Regions from separate parts of the Mus musculus genome. Here all the other regions are linked to region 1. A link is a contact called in public HiChIP or PLAC-seq and promoter capture Hi-C data. All regions are on one chromosome and are shown on one strand. Each heading gives the region's core, a stretch centred on a gene start, on an enhancer-like site or on the middle of the called end of the contact. The rest is flanking DNA. Distances are from core to core; before and after follow the strand shown. Region 1 holds the start of Cdx2 (caudal type homeobox 2). Region 2 has its middle 5.5 kb from the start of Gm35541. Region 3 holds the start of Flt1 (FMS-like tyrosine kinase 1).

Evidence for each region. Promoter capture Hi-C pulls out the DNA fragments that hold promoters and counts their contacts. HiChIP or PLAC-seq counts read pairs in DNA pulled down with a chosen protein or histone mark.
Region 2: an H3K27ac HiChIP or PLAC-seq map of large pre-B cells shows a contact between it and region 1, with 4 times the contacts expected there. The contact joins the enhancer-like site here to the promoter of Cdx2 in region 1. A contact is called at or near these places in 5 of 39 promoter capture datasets (the C10 cell line, cranial neural crest, hippocampal neurons and 2 more), 1 of 484 Hi-C or Micro-C datasets (embryonic stem cells) and 1 of 115 datasets of contacts at active chromatin or transcription factors (large pre-B cells).
Region 3: a promoter capture Hi-C map of embryonic stem cells shows a contact between it and region 1, with 37 read pairs. The contact joins the promoter of Flt1 here to the promoter of Cdx2 in region 1. A contact is called at or near these places in 11 of 39 promoter capture datasets (cranial neural crest, embryonic stem cells, frontonasal cranial neural crest and 5 more), 16 of 484 Hi-C or Micro-C datasets (B cells, embryonic stem cells and stem cell-derived epiblast-like cells), 10 of 115 datasets of contacts at active chromatin or transcription factors (embryonic hindbrain, embryonic midbrain, embryonic stem cells and 2 more) and 1 of 9 other capture datasets (embryonic stem cells).

What each region holds. Positions count from the first base shown.
Region 1 is chr5:147,304,994-147,309,324 of GRCm38.p6, forward strand. Cdx2 (caudal type homeobox 2) reads right to left here and starts at 2,256. Exons shown (of 3, transcript NM_007673.3): 1 at 1,452-2,256. The coding sequence starts at 1,989.
Region 2 is chr5:147,756,504-147,760,834 of GRCm38.p6, forward strand. No RefSeq gene overlaps it. Among named protein-coding and RNA genes, the nearest start is that of Gm35541, 5.5 kb to the left of the region's middle. Within about 2 kb of position 2,353, at least 97 of the 459 cell types and tissues checked have an H3K27ac peak or open chromatin away from gene starts, as enhancers often do.
Region 3 is chr5:147,723,446-147,727,776 of GRCm38.p6, forward strand. Flt1 (FMS-like tyrosine kinase 1) reads right to left here and starts at 2,566. Exons shown (of 30, transcript NM_010228.4): 1 at 2,226-2,566. The coding sequence starts at 2,289.

The DNA.
Region 1 (4,331 bases), core at 1,006-3,505:
CGTACACGCCTCTGCCCCTTGACAGATGACGCTCTGCAGAAGAGTCGGGCTCCGGCACTGCGGGCCACAGCTTCCCTACATTAACATCACAAGGGCGCCCGGCGCCGACAGCGGTCTTGCCACCTCGGCGCGGGACTTCACAGCGACCTCTCATCTGCTGACCCCGCGGCCTGGGCTCCTGAGGTTCTCCTCCCCCTCCCAGGACCCTAGTCTCGGACCACCCACCCCCTGAACGCAAAAGTTCTTTCGGAGGGCTAAGACCCCTACCGGCGATCCTCCGCTCACTACCTTTCAGGCAGGCTTGGGAAAGTAGGGTTTATGCGGAGAACCGGTTTAGGAGTAAGTCCTCCTGGAAATGACAATGTCAAAGCCCACTGGAGGCTAATCTGGAGACTTCACTCCGGCAGCATTGCCCACCAAGATGTTGACGGGGTGTGCGCAGTGACGCAGAAGTGTCCAGCGACAGGCCCCCAAGTGCCGCTCTGATTTATACGGCTGTAATTGGCTATAAACCTCCTCAAAGTGGCCATAACCCGGGCATGTGGCCTGGCTGTGCCAACAAGGAGCAAATCCAGAGAAGCGGAAGCTCAAAGAGCTGGAGAAGGCTTCACGGAACAACAAAAAAGGGGGGACTCTTAGTACCACTCCCTGTCACACTTTGCTCACTTCCTTCCCACTCCTATACACATCCGGACATCAGAAAGGGCAAACAGAGCTTGTGAGTCCCACAGACCGGCAATCTCGGGTCTTTCGTGAAAAATCTCCCGAATCCAACACACAACACTCTCAGACACACGAGATTCTAGAAGGGAAGGGTCAGGAAGAAACCTTCTTAAGAAGCCGAGTCCGCTGTGATGCTAAGAGAGGATTTCTATGAGAGACTTTGCTTGGCAGAGAGAGGGAAGAGTCAGGGACCCTGGAGTTCCCCCACTTCCTCCGAGGCTTCTGGGGGGCTCCGCCTTCTCTCCAGGGGCGCACCGCGGCGTCTGTGCTCGCAGCAGCACCGACCCCTTCAGTAGACCCTAATGGCCAAACTGATCCTGGCGCAGCCTCCACACTCCCTGGCCCTTTCGGGGGGGTACCTCAGATGGAAGAAGAAAAGCAGGTAGCTAAGTTGAGTAGGCACGGCAAAGAGAATCCAAGCGGCCCGACCCTCTCGGCCAGGAACGGTGTAAGGAATGCGGGAGGCAGCCAACTCAAGGGCACGATTCAGCTCGCGGCGGGCGACAGTGCTTAGGACACTACCGGGAGCTTCCGAAGGCGTCCCGAGGTTGCCAATGGGGTACTGCCCTAAACAAACCTGGGGGAGCGAGACACAAATATACACTCCTGGGATGAATCCACCTGTATTTCCCCCTTTGCCCCTTCTCCTGTCCTGGCTAGGAGCTGGCAGACAGCCCGCGACAGCCCCAACGCACGCGGGACCTGGGGCGCGCCCCGGCACCGCTTACCTTGGCTTCCTAGGGACTGCTGCGCGGGCTTCCGCATCCACTCGCACAGGTTTCGCCGCTGGCCGCTGGGGGACAGCTGTTCGGCGGCGGCGGTGGCTGCGGGCCCCGGGGGGCCGAGGTTGAGCGTCTGCAGCAAGCCGGAGGCGCAGGACGGCGAGGCGGCCGGATGGTGCGGGTGATGATGCGGGTGATGGTGCGCGTGGTATTCGGCGGGGCTGCTGTAGCCCATAGCGGCGGCCGGGGAGCCACCATTGAGACCGTGGGCTACCGCGTTGGCTGCCGCAGCGCCCCCGGGTGCGTAGCCATTCCAGTCCTCGCGGAGAGGGGCGCCGTACGCGGTGGGCCAGGATGGCCCTGGGGACTGAGCGCTGTCCAAGTTCGCCGTAGCAGCCGCCGCGGCCGCCACGTGGTAACCACCGTAGTCCGGGTACTGCGGAGGACTGACAAAGTTCTGCGGAGCCAGGTTCAGGCCGCCGGAGTGGCGCACGGAGCTAGGATACATGCTCACGTCCTTGTCCAGAAGGTAGCTCACGTACATGGTGGCGAGGGACCCAGAGCAGACCTCACCATGCTGTCTGGGGACAAACGTTGAAGGCTGCCAGAGGCGCGAGGCGCAGGGGGCTAGAGATAAAGGTAGCTGGCTGCACCTCAGCCCACGGTGCTCCGTCGGCTCCTTGCAGAGCTTCTGCCTCCCGGGCAGTCCCTCCCTCCGTCCTGCCTCCTCCCCTCTCTTCCTTCTTTCCTCCCACCTCCTTGCCAGTAAGCTGTAGAGGCGGGGATGACCCGCCGCAGGTTGGCTCGCGGAGTCCCAGGCCAGCGGCCTTACGTGATTAACGAGTGTTTACAAGACTCTATTAGTAATGACACAGACACCAATGGCTGGAGACGTCGAGGCGCAGCGCGCTACGCACACAGTCCCCACCACCACCACCCCCAGAAACACGATTTGCATTTTAAAAGTTGGGGAGGGGGGCGCTCCTGAGAGGGCAGCGACCAGATCACAGCTGAATATTCAGGCCCTTCTTGCTAGCTACGAGCTTCCTCCTTCCAACCTGGGTGCACTTTAACCTCCAATCACAGGTTCAAAGACTGAAATGAAGAGACTTGCAAACGCCTTGGGAAGTCCAGAAAGGCAGGCTTGGTGGGAAGCTGGGTTTGGAAACGGGCGGGCGCAGCCTTTCGTACATTCTCAGGCAGAAGGTGGTCAAGAAAGGGGGGGGGGGGGAGGGAAGTCATTGCTTTGAAGAGCTTTCTGACCAACCCAGGAGGTAGGTGGCTTGTAGAGCTGCGGTGAAGGCTATTCCTTCCCGCTCTGAGAACCAGGAGGAGACTGACGGACGGACGGTCGGACAACCCTCAGCAATACATTTATTTCCTTGTCAAAGGAAACCACTCGGCCTCTACAAAAGAGAAAAGACGATTCTACCTCCAGGTTGCGCCCCCCACCCCAGGATTTGTCTTACAGTTAAGATTTAAGTTCAAGGAAAGCAATTCATTTTTAAAAACTATTACATTAAACAATCGAAACCCTCTTCAAAGCCAACAACTGGACCCACGATATGGAAGGCAGTAATTAGTGGATGGCTGGGATCCTGATATATTTCTCTCCCTTAAGCAAAATGCTAATTACACGACGTATTCGGTTTGAAACTTCCACAATTACACTTGTGTTTTTCCTGAGTGTATTTAAGAGTTTGTTTGTTTTGTTTTGTTTTAATCAAGGGAAGTATTTGTGCTGACACCTATCTAGTTATTCTTGTCTTATGTCATGCTTAAAACACTTTCTTCTGAGGAGAGATAGCTCAGCCAGAACACTGCCTGCTCTTGCGGAGGACCCATGTTCAATTCCCAGTACCCATTTGGTGGGCTCAAAACTCCAGAACTCCAGCCCAAGTAGATATGACACCCTCTTTTGGTGTCCAGCCACCATACGTGAGTGATACAGAGGCATACATGCAGTCAAAAACAGCCATACCCATAAATAATAATAAAATAAATATTAAAGCATTAAATTAGTTTAAAACAGCACTCTGTCCTTTATAAAGTGAAAGCTCTCTCTGCAGAAATTTGCTTTTCATCCCACGGAATGAATCCACCGTTGTCGCTATTCATTACTGCTACGGAAGAAAATACTTTTCTGAGCCAAGGCTGAGGTTGGAACCCTACAGGAGAACCTTTGGGTGTGGGAGAAAGCCAACCTTGGCCCTTTTCTCTTGAGACTTTGGTCTGTCTGCAAAGGCAGCTTGATGAGATTGGGGCTGCCACTTCAGACATGACGTTCCAAACTACCCAGGTCCTCGCTGGACAGTCGCGCTTTGCTGTAGCTGATGGTGTCTGCAACCCAAGGATGCTGACAATGCTCTCTCCTGCCTGGAGCCCTGCACTTGTGTGTCCATTCGTGTGTCCTTCTTGGGGGCACTTGTCCAGGCTCCTTTATCCCCTCAATTCCCACCTCTTGCATTTCTTACAGCTATGGAAACTTGCACATCCTCCTGACAGTCTGTGTTTTGTAAGAAGGGTTAAAACCGGGGTGGGGGTGGGGGGGTGGCTTGATCTTCAAGAGCTGTCCCTCAAGAAGCCAAGGACCCTTGTTGCTCCTCTTTAAAGCCCTCCCAGGTACCTTGCAGGAACAGCAAGGGTGTCATCTTACTTTCCAAGAAATAAACCTGAGGGTGGGTGAGAGGTTGGAGGAACCAAACCTCATTCCAGAAGGAAGGACCAGGAAGGGTGTTCAAGTCCCCAGGGGGTGGCCAGAATGTGGAAGGTTAAGTGGTAGGCATTGCAGACTTTTGATCTTAGGACTATCTCCCTCCCCTTCCTGACTCAATCCCTCCTTCCACCCTTCACATCCCTTCCCAGGCTTAAGCTCTGGAGCTGAGG
Region 2 (4,331 bases), core at 1,103-3,602, 450 kb after region 1:
TGACAAGATATCTCAAGCTATGCAGAACTAGTGGATCTGGACATTAGCTTAGTGGTAGAGATGCTGGCCTAGCATCTCAGGTCTTGGGTTCCATCGCCCAGGTTGTAAAGACAGCTAAGTCATTCTGATGACTCAGTACGTATTCAGGGATATCAGCAAATTCAAGGCTGAGGCTAGAACTCAAGACTAACCTCTTACCTAGCATGAAAGATTCTCCTAGTTGGAACCTGAAGGAGAAGAAAGGAGTATGGCAGGTTTTGGACAAGCAAGATGCTGAGATTTGTTCAAAGCTTTCTGTCGTGTGGCTGCCCAGGACACAGGATAACCGGGAAGCATATGTATTGCTGTTAAGAATGCCAAAGGAACTGGTCACCTTCACAATTTGGCGGCTTGTTATAAATTGAAACATACACACAAGTGCCCCACCCCAACTCTTCTATTCCAAGGCATTTATTCCAAGAGGAACAAATGCTTATTTCTATACAAAGACACACGGGAAAATGTTTGTGGTGGCAATATCCACAGTGCCGGAACTGGAAACAAAATAAGATGTTTGTCAGTTGATGGGTAGATAAACTGTGGTATGTCCATGCAGCAGAGGACTGCTATTCTACAGGGAAAAGGAGAAAATTGCTGCTACATGCAATACCATGGGTGACTCTCTAATGCATTATGCTGAATGAGAGAAATGAAACACTGAAGGCACAGACCTGGGATTGCATTTATGAGGCATTTGAAAAAAGGCAAAGCTATGGACACAAACATCGGATTATTGTTTTCCTGGAGCCAGGGGTGCATAGAGGGATTGACAGGGAAGCGTCATGGTAGAAGTGTTTAAGAAATAGTTTGTATTCCGCTTGCGGTAGGGTTAATGTGACTGTGTAAACTAACTCAGGCCTAAGCTCCTAAAAGGGTGAGTACTTCAAGCCAGGCCTAAGTAGTGGTGCATGGCTTTAATCCCAGAACTTGGGAGGCAGAAGCAGTCAGGTCTCTAAGTTCAAGGCCAGCCTGGTTCACAGAACAAATTCCAGGATAGCCAGGGCTAAACAGGGAAACCCTGTCTCAAAAACAAAAGCAACAAACAAACAAACAAAACAAAACAAAACAAAACAAAACAAAAATTGTACTTCAACGGCTGAGCATAGTGGAGCGTGCCTTTAATTCCAGCACTCAGGAGGCAAAAGTAGGCAGATCTCTGTGAATTTGAGGCCAGCCTGGTCTACATAGTGAGTTCCAGTACAGCCAGAGCTACAGAGTGAGACTTTGTCTCAGAAAAAAAAATATCTATGTCTATGTCTGTCTATATGTCTATGTCTATGTCTATGTCTATGTCTATGTCTATGTCTATGTCTATGTCTATGTCTATGTCTATGTCTATATATCCAGAAACCTGGTTTTAAAATTAACCTCATTATCATTTTTAAAAAGATTATTTTTATTTTACATGTGTGGGTGTTTTGCTTACATGTATGTCTGTGTACCATGTACATGCAATACCTATGCAGGCCAGAGAGGGCGTCAGATCCCCTGGAACTGGGGTCACGATTGTGAGCTGCCGTGTTAGGTGCTGGGAACTGAACCTGGTCTTCTGCAAGAGCAAGCATTGAGTGCTCTTAAATGCTGAGCCATCTCCCTCAGCCTCCTTATCACATCTTAATAGCTCGCTGCCTTTTGATAATTTACATGGAATCACTCTTCAGTGAACTTCCATCAAATTGCCCAGAAGCGAAACCAGAAGCCAGACTCCTCCTCCTGGTCGTTTGCTGGTGGCGTGGGAGGGCGTGGTCAGGCTACAAGGAGCAGCCTCCACAGCCTAGGAGGCTTTCTGAGGAATTCTTACTCATTCAGGAAACTCCCAGCCACAAACTTGGCCATGGAAGGTGCAGACCTTGTTGGAGGGTCTTCACAGTCAGCACGTGGCAAAAATCACTCAGGGTTCTGCTGCTTGGTCCTGAAGCAACCGATATTGGTCAGCACACAAATGCACGCATGTGCAGTGGGAAGCCTGGAGCCCCTCTGAATGGGACCTAATAAAGGACGGTTAATGAGTGAGAGATCACTGCTTAGCAGATAACATCTGTAGAAACGAAGCCCAGGCTGGGAGTTCTGTGCGCAGCAGCGGGAGATTCTCAAAGTGAAAGCAGCATCCCTGTTTCCTTCGCATCTCCAATCCAGCAAGCATCTACAGAACAAGCAGGTCGTGGAATATCCTGCTCCAGTTGAAATAGCCTACCACCACAAATCCCGGGAAGACTGTAGCGGGCTTCAGACAGACAGGACAATATGTCAGTTTGTATTCAGAGCCTTGATTACTTCACTTTCATTTCATCAAGTGAGCTCTTCCACAAGACATCCACCCTCCTCTTCCTCTTCTTCCTTCTCCTTTCTCTTTTAAACCATTTTCAGCAGTGCTAGCTATATTTATACTGTTGAGCAATCTTTCTCCCCTGTTAAACTGAAACTGACCCCATTAAACACCAACTCCCCGCTCCTCCCCCACCTCCCCGCCCCCCAGATCCTGCCCACCAATTCCAGGAAATGGATTCCTATAGGTAGCTCATAAGGGCAGATTTGTATAGGGTCTGCTTTTTTGTTACTTCCCCGTTTCCCTTAGCACAGTGTGTTGCAAGCTCATCCATATTATGTGGATGATTAATACTCCAAGGTATGTGTAACCCCGTTATCTATGGCACATGAGCTGCTTGGCTGTTCTAAGACAGCTACAGACATGGTATAGTAATAATTCTTTGAGCATCTATTTGGAATTGGGGGAGCGGGGAGGGTTAGACCAGGAAATAAAGGTGTAAGCCATAGGATAATTCTTTTAATTATTTGAAGGATCTCCATATTGGTTTTCCAAAATGGCTGCAACTTGATCCACTCTCACCATGGCACACGTACATCCCGATCTCGTCACGTCTTGACGGTGTTCGTTGTTTTCTATTTCCTTTCCTCTGCTCTTCTTTGCCATAGCCATCCTAATGGATGTGAGGTGCTACCCTGGTCCATTAGCCTGGATGCTAACTTGCTCCCAGAGTGGCTCATGCTCTAAGGGCCTTAAGCACAACCACTCTGAACAGGTACAATGGGATGGAGCTTTTCTTAACACATTTATGTAAGAGTATTAATGCTAAATTATGGATGCTTTCTGTCCTTGCGAGGTTGAGTCTACTAACAGCCCAAGGGAGGTACATTTCCTTTTTAGATAAAAAGTTTCCTGTTTCCATAGCTTTGCCCCGCCCCCTGCTGCTCCTCCTTCCTTGTTGGATGTACCTCTAGATTCCTTTGACCTGTCTCATGCTTCATGTGCCCCCTGAAGGTGAAAGTTCCCCCCCCCTTTTAATCAGCCCTTTTCTTTCATAGTACTGTCCATAGACAGCTGTAGCTATCTATGCCCTTGACTTTGATAGGACTAGCAGATTGAGTATCTCAATCCAGGTGGCACTTAAACATTCATGGGCCTTCCAGTCATGCTATAGGTAGCCTACTGCCTTCAAGTTCAAACTATACTTGGTCCCTTCCCCTTCCAAACTTGAAGTCCGAGTTCCTAGCTATGTGTTTGTCAAAGCCAGAGACCTGAGGATCAGCCTGTCACACAAGTATGACATCACTTTTCCACCCTGTCTTGAGTCAGCCTTTAGAGAGTCACATTCAGAGAGGCTCACAGCTGATGTGGGTGTACACACTCATACATGTATAAACCTTCATGCAGGATGGGATATACCTGGTGGGTAGACAATGGGATGAGGGGGCAAAGGGGGGGACAGTTTTCAGTTCAGGGGACATTTGGCAGTGTCTAGAGCCTGGGGTGGCACTATGGAGTGTTGCTAGCTTCCAGTGGGCTGAAGCTAGAGATGTTAAACAGCTTATGGGACTTGGGGTGACCTCTCCAATCCTGCCCCAATATGGTCCTAGACTTCTGCCACCCTGTGCCCCCAGGTTCCCCTTCACTGGAGACTGAGGCAAACCTTGTCTGCTCAGAGTTGCTTGTGGACCAGAGCCTTATGTACAGAAGCACCTCAGCATCTCCAGGGCACCCAGTCCCACCTTCTTCCCACTACCAAGGCAAAAGTGTGACTGACCGACATAAAGGTATAGAAGTCTGCATTCCTATAACATATACAAGTGACTGAGTGTGTGAGTGCTTTTAATCCCAGAACTTGGAAGGCAGAGGCAGGTGGATCTCTGAGTTCAAGGCCAGCCTGGTCCATAGAGTGAGTTCCAGGATAGCCAGGGCTACACAGAGAAAAAAAGAAAGAGAGAGAGAGAGAAAAAAGGATAGAAACATTAGCTTCTTTCAGGGACTTTAGCTTCTTTCAAGTTATTGTAGA
Region 3 (4,331 bases), core at 1,316-3,815, 420 kb after region 1:
ATTTGGGAATAGGTATTATTATTAATTATTATTTTTGAGAAAGGGATTCCCTGTGTGGTTCAGGCTGACTTTAATTGGCTCCATAGCCAATGTCCACTCTTGGTTAGAACTCACCACCCTTCTGCCTTAGGCCTTGAGTTCTCAGGATACAGACAGGGCACTCACACCTGGCTGCTACTATTTGCATAATTTTTATTTTAACTCAGAGTTACTATTGGGAATACAATACACACACCCCAAGCTCACAATTTAAGTATTTCTAATTAGTTCTACCAAACTCTAAATGTCAGCTGCTTAAAAGTAAGGGAGAACAGGAGAAGGAGAGAGGGAAGGAGGAAATGAGGGGGAAGGGAAAAGAGAGAGAGCGGCGCGTAAGACAGACAGACAGATAGACAGACAGACAGACAGAGCCGGACAGAGACAGAGACAGAGGGGATGAGAGAGATGAGCCAGCGCAAGAGAGCACACTGGTGTGGAGCTAATCAAGGGTGTGGACTTAAACGAGAGTGTGTTGTCTTAAGCCTTGAAGAGGAGACTGAACTTTTATAGAGACACTGGTCTCGATAGCTACAGAGAGGACCGGTAATTATGGTAGTTAGGGCGTTGGTAACTAATAAATATCGAGGCTAGAACACCTGATGGGGCTCAGCGCCTGGCTAGCGGCGCAAAGCGACTTTGTACACTTTCCCTGAACTGCTTCAATCTGCCTCCACTGTTCGAAAACACAGATAAAATTACGCTTAGCCAAAACCAACCACGCTTTAAAATTAAAAAGTAGAGACATGTGTCAAGCAGAAAATCCAATAAAACGCCTGTTCCCCCCACCCTGTAACTTAAGGGTTTGCAGTAATTTTTTAAGCTAGTTTTGTCTTTATATAATAAATCAGTATTTAAACTCTCTAAGCGGTTGCATTTCCGTATAAGCAGCTCTTCGAAAATATTTGTGAAATAGAAAATACAATAACTCGTTTAATATCATTATTTTAGAACCTAACCAGCCACGTCGGATTCTGGCTTTGCCATTTTAGTCCGTTTTAATTATAAACCCCTGTTCATTACTTTGAAACGAAGTACAGTCTTCCCATTTCAAAAGGCTTATTTTTACTGTCTTTTAAAACCTTGCTGCCTTTCTTTCTGGGGCCACTACTATTCTACCTGACTCTTTAGTCTCTATCTTCTTTCCCAACCACGCTGGTTTAAATAAAGACGCTCTGGTATGCGTCTCTGCGCAAAGGGACCTCCCGCCTGCAGACCTGGAGTTAGAGTTCCCGAGGTCCCTCCAGCTTTTTGACCCTTGGATGACGACGGTCTCCACATTAAATGCTCCTAAAATCTGCCGGCCCCTGATCGGTCGCCCCCCCCCCCCCGCCCCGCGCTTTTCATATCCTAGAGAACGCTGATTTAGGAGGTCGCAAACTTCACCTACTACTTAAACCACAGCTTTCAGTCTAAATTGTCAGGTGGTTTTGTTTTTTTGTTTTTTCTTCTAGATTCATAACCTAAAGGTAGGGCTTAAAATTCCAAAACTTGCTGCCGGGTCGCTTTGGGTCACTCACTCACTCCGAGGACCTGGACCGCACACCCGCCCCACACCGCGGAGGCCCCACCCGGGAGACGGCGCTCCGCGAACTGCTGGGAAGAAACCCTGCAGACTGTGCGTTCCCCAGCTTCCTCCGGACGGACCCAAGCGGGTACGGGAGTCAGAGCTGGCCCTTCTCTGGGCTCCATCTGCTCGCCGCGGGCACGGGACCCCTCCCAATTTCGTCCTCCTTTGCTCTGGTGGAGCGAGCTCATCGCTAACGACCCCACCTCTGTCCAGCCCCGGGCAGCCTCTCTGACATCTAGCTTGCTCCAACTAGCCCTTGAGGACTCTGCTGCAGCCTAGGAGCAGGCTCTGGATGCTGAAAGGTCCACCCGTGTGGTGATCTGCACTCCCAGAGTCTAAGGAGTGAGCGCCTACCCGGGAACCCGGTAGGGGACTAGCGGCTCCGGCTACACCCGGCAGGCACTCTGGCTCTGACCCCAGCGTGGAGCTAAGGAGAGTCTAAGCGGTGATGCCAACTTCCAGCGGCGCCCACTTGGGGGGTGGAGGGGAAGACGTGTGTCCCGAGGCGTACCCGCTGCTACAAGTGTCCCCGGCTCCCGCCGGAGCTCGCTTCCCCCGGACCACCCCGTGGCTGCCCATCCCCGCCGAACTCCAACTCATGGTCCCTGGCGCGCCTCACCTGTGAGAAGCAGACACCCGAGCAGCGCGTAAGGCAAGACCGCGGTGTCCCAGCAGCTGACCATGGTGAGCAAGACGCGGCCTGTTGGCCCGGTGCCCGCGCTCTCCGAGGCCGACGGCGCAGCCGCTCGAGCCGGTCCCCTCCTGCTTCTGCTTGGCGCCGCGAGAGCCCTTCTCCGCGCCTGCAGCCGAGGGGGGTGGTGTGGGGGGATCCTCGCCGTCCCGCGTCCGCTAGCCGCTGCGCTTGAGTCCCGGAGCCCGCTCCGAGCAGCAGCCACCACCACTAGCACTACCTCCCGGGAGTGTCCGCCACCGCGCTCCGAGCCTCTCAAGGACCTCGCTGAAGTGCAGCCGAGGGCGGGGGCGATTTATAACCTTTCCCCAGCCCACTTCCTACCCCGGCACCTCCTTCCAGTGACGTCAAGGGGTCCCCCACCCCTCATCCGCCTCCCCACCTACCCTCTTCTTCCTCCCGGAGGGGCGGGGGCCGGCGAGGGCGGGTAGCCCGGGGGCCAGAGCGCGCGTGCGGTGGCGCTAGGCGCGCGGGTCGCCGGACAGGTTCGCAGGTTCAGGGTCCTTGCTCTGTGCTCTGCTGCCCCAGCCCCTCCTGCCCATCGCTCTCAGGAAATCCTTACCCAGCTCCCTCCACCGAGCTTACTCAGCTCTGGTGACCGCCCGAAACTGAGGAGGGGACCGTCTAAGTGCACCGCCCTGCCCCCGGGGCGGGAAGTCTTATCCTAGGGAAGCTGGCCGCGCCTCCCGCGACGGTGTCCCTGGCACCGAGGAACGAGGCGCAGTCGAGCCCTCTCCCGAGCGGTCCCGCCGGTCCCTGACCCCGCCAGACTGTTGCCAGACAGCGAAGGAAGGCGCCAGAGACCCTCCGCTTAAGGCACTTGGACCCGGAGCGTCCGAGGGAACCGGACGCCTTGCCAGGCACCTTCGGAAAGAGCGCGGGGCCGCGCGGGTCCCAAGGGAGGGAGTCTGTGTCTTTTTCGGCTGCATTAATGCACCCGCCCAAGCCATTTCCTCAACCCTCTGCTTCCTAGAAGCAAAACAAGGAATAACATGTTACCTTAAAAAAAAAAAAAAAAAAAAAAAAAAAAGCCAAGGCGTGAGACACGCTCCTGCAACTTGTAAGGGCCAAGAACTTGAACTCTAGGTCTGAAACGCTGGATGGAAAACAAATCTTTTTGGTGGAAGCCGGCTAGCCAAGATGACTGACTCGAATGTTCTTGGAACAAAAAACGGGTGAAATTAACTTGAGACACTAGATCATTTACGATGACACTAATTCCACGTTGTTCCTCAATTATGCATCCATTAACTGGAAGGCTGAAGTCGTCCCGGCCTCCCCGGAGCAGCCCAGTCTTGTCCCTGTAAATACTGCAGGTTTGAAAAATAGCCTCAATAGAACCTGCCAGATACCCGTGATAAAATGGCTCCTAAATGGGACCAGAGGCTTTTCCTGAAGGACTAGACTAAACCTCCGGTAGGGAAGGTTGCGCAACCTGAGTTGCCTCATTCCTAAGAGAGTCTGGGCCACCACCACCCGCAGCTCTACTAGGGCACCGGGAGCCTCTGAGCCAGGGCAAGTGAGATTCCTTTTCTCCTTCATGGTCTAGCAGAAGGGAAAGACCGCTGTGAGCCTAAGCTCACCTGCGGACTTCCCCAGCCAATTCTGATTTCTCTACAAGCTTCCACTAGGGTCAGTATTCCTGCCCTCTGCCTCCGGCGCCTCAAATTGCTCTCCAATCAGGAATCATGCAGGATGGCCCGCACTAGGTAGTTATAATTCTCCCAGCTGAATCTCCGGCCTCAGACGGTCTTGACACACCCACACGGTCAAACTGTCCCTGTCTCCCCTAAGAGCTATCCTAACGCCCACGCATCTTTTAAGAGGTCTGCTCAGCCCCTTTAAGCAATGGCAGGTGTTTGGGCTGGGGAGAGCTTGCCAATTGGAAACCCATCGCCACTGAGGCTGGAGGTGCTGCGCTGAGCAGGCCGACAGAAACCAAGACACACAACGTGAAGGAGGTGTACGATTCTAGAGGGGTATGAAGCCCACCATGAGCACAGAAACACGGGCATGGCTTATTGTAGGGGAAGA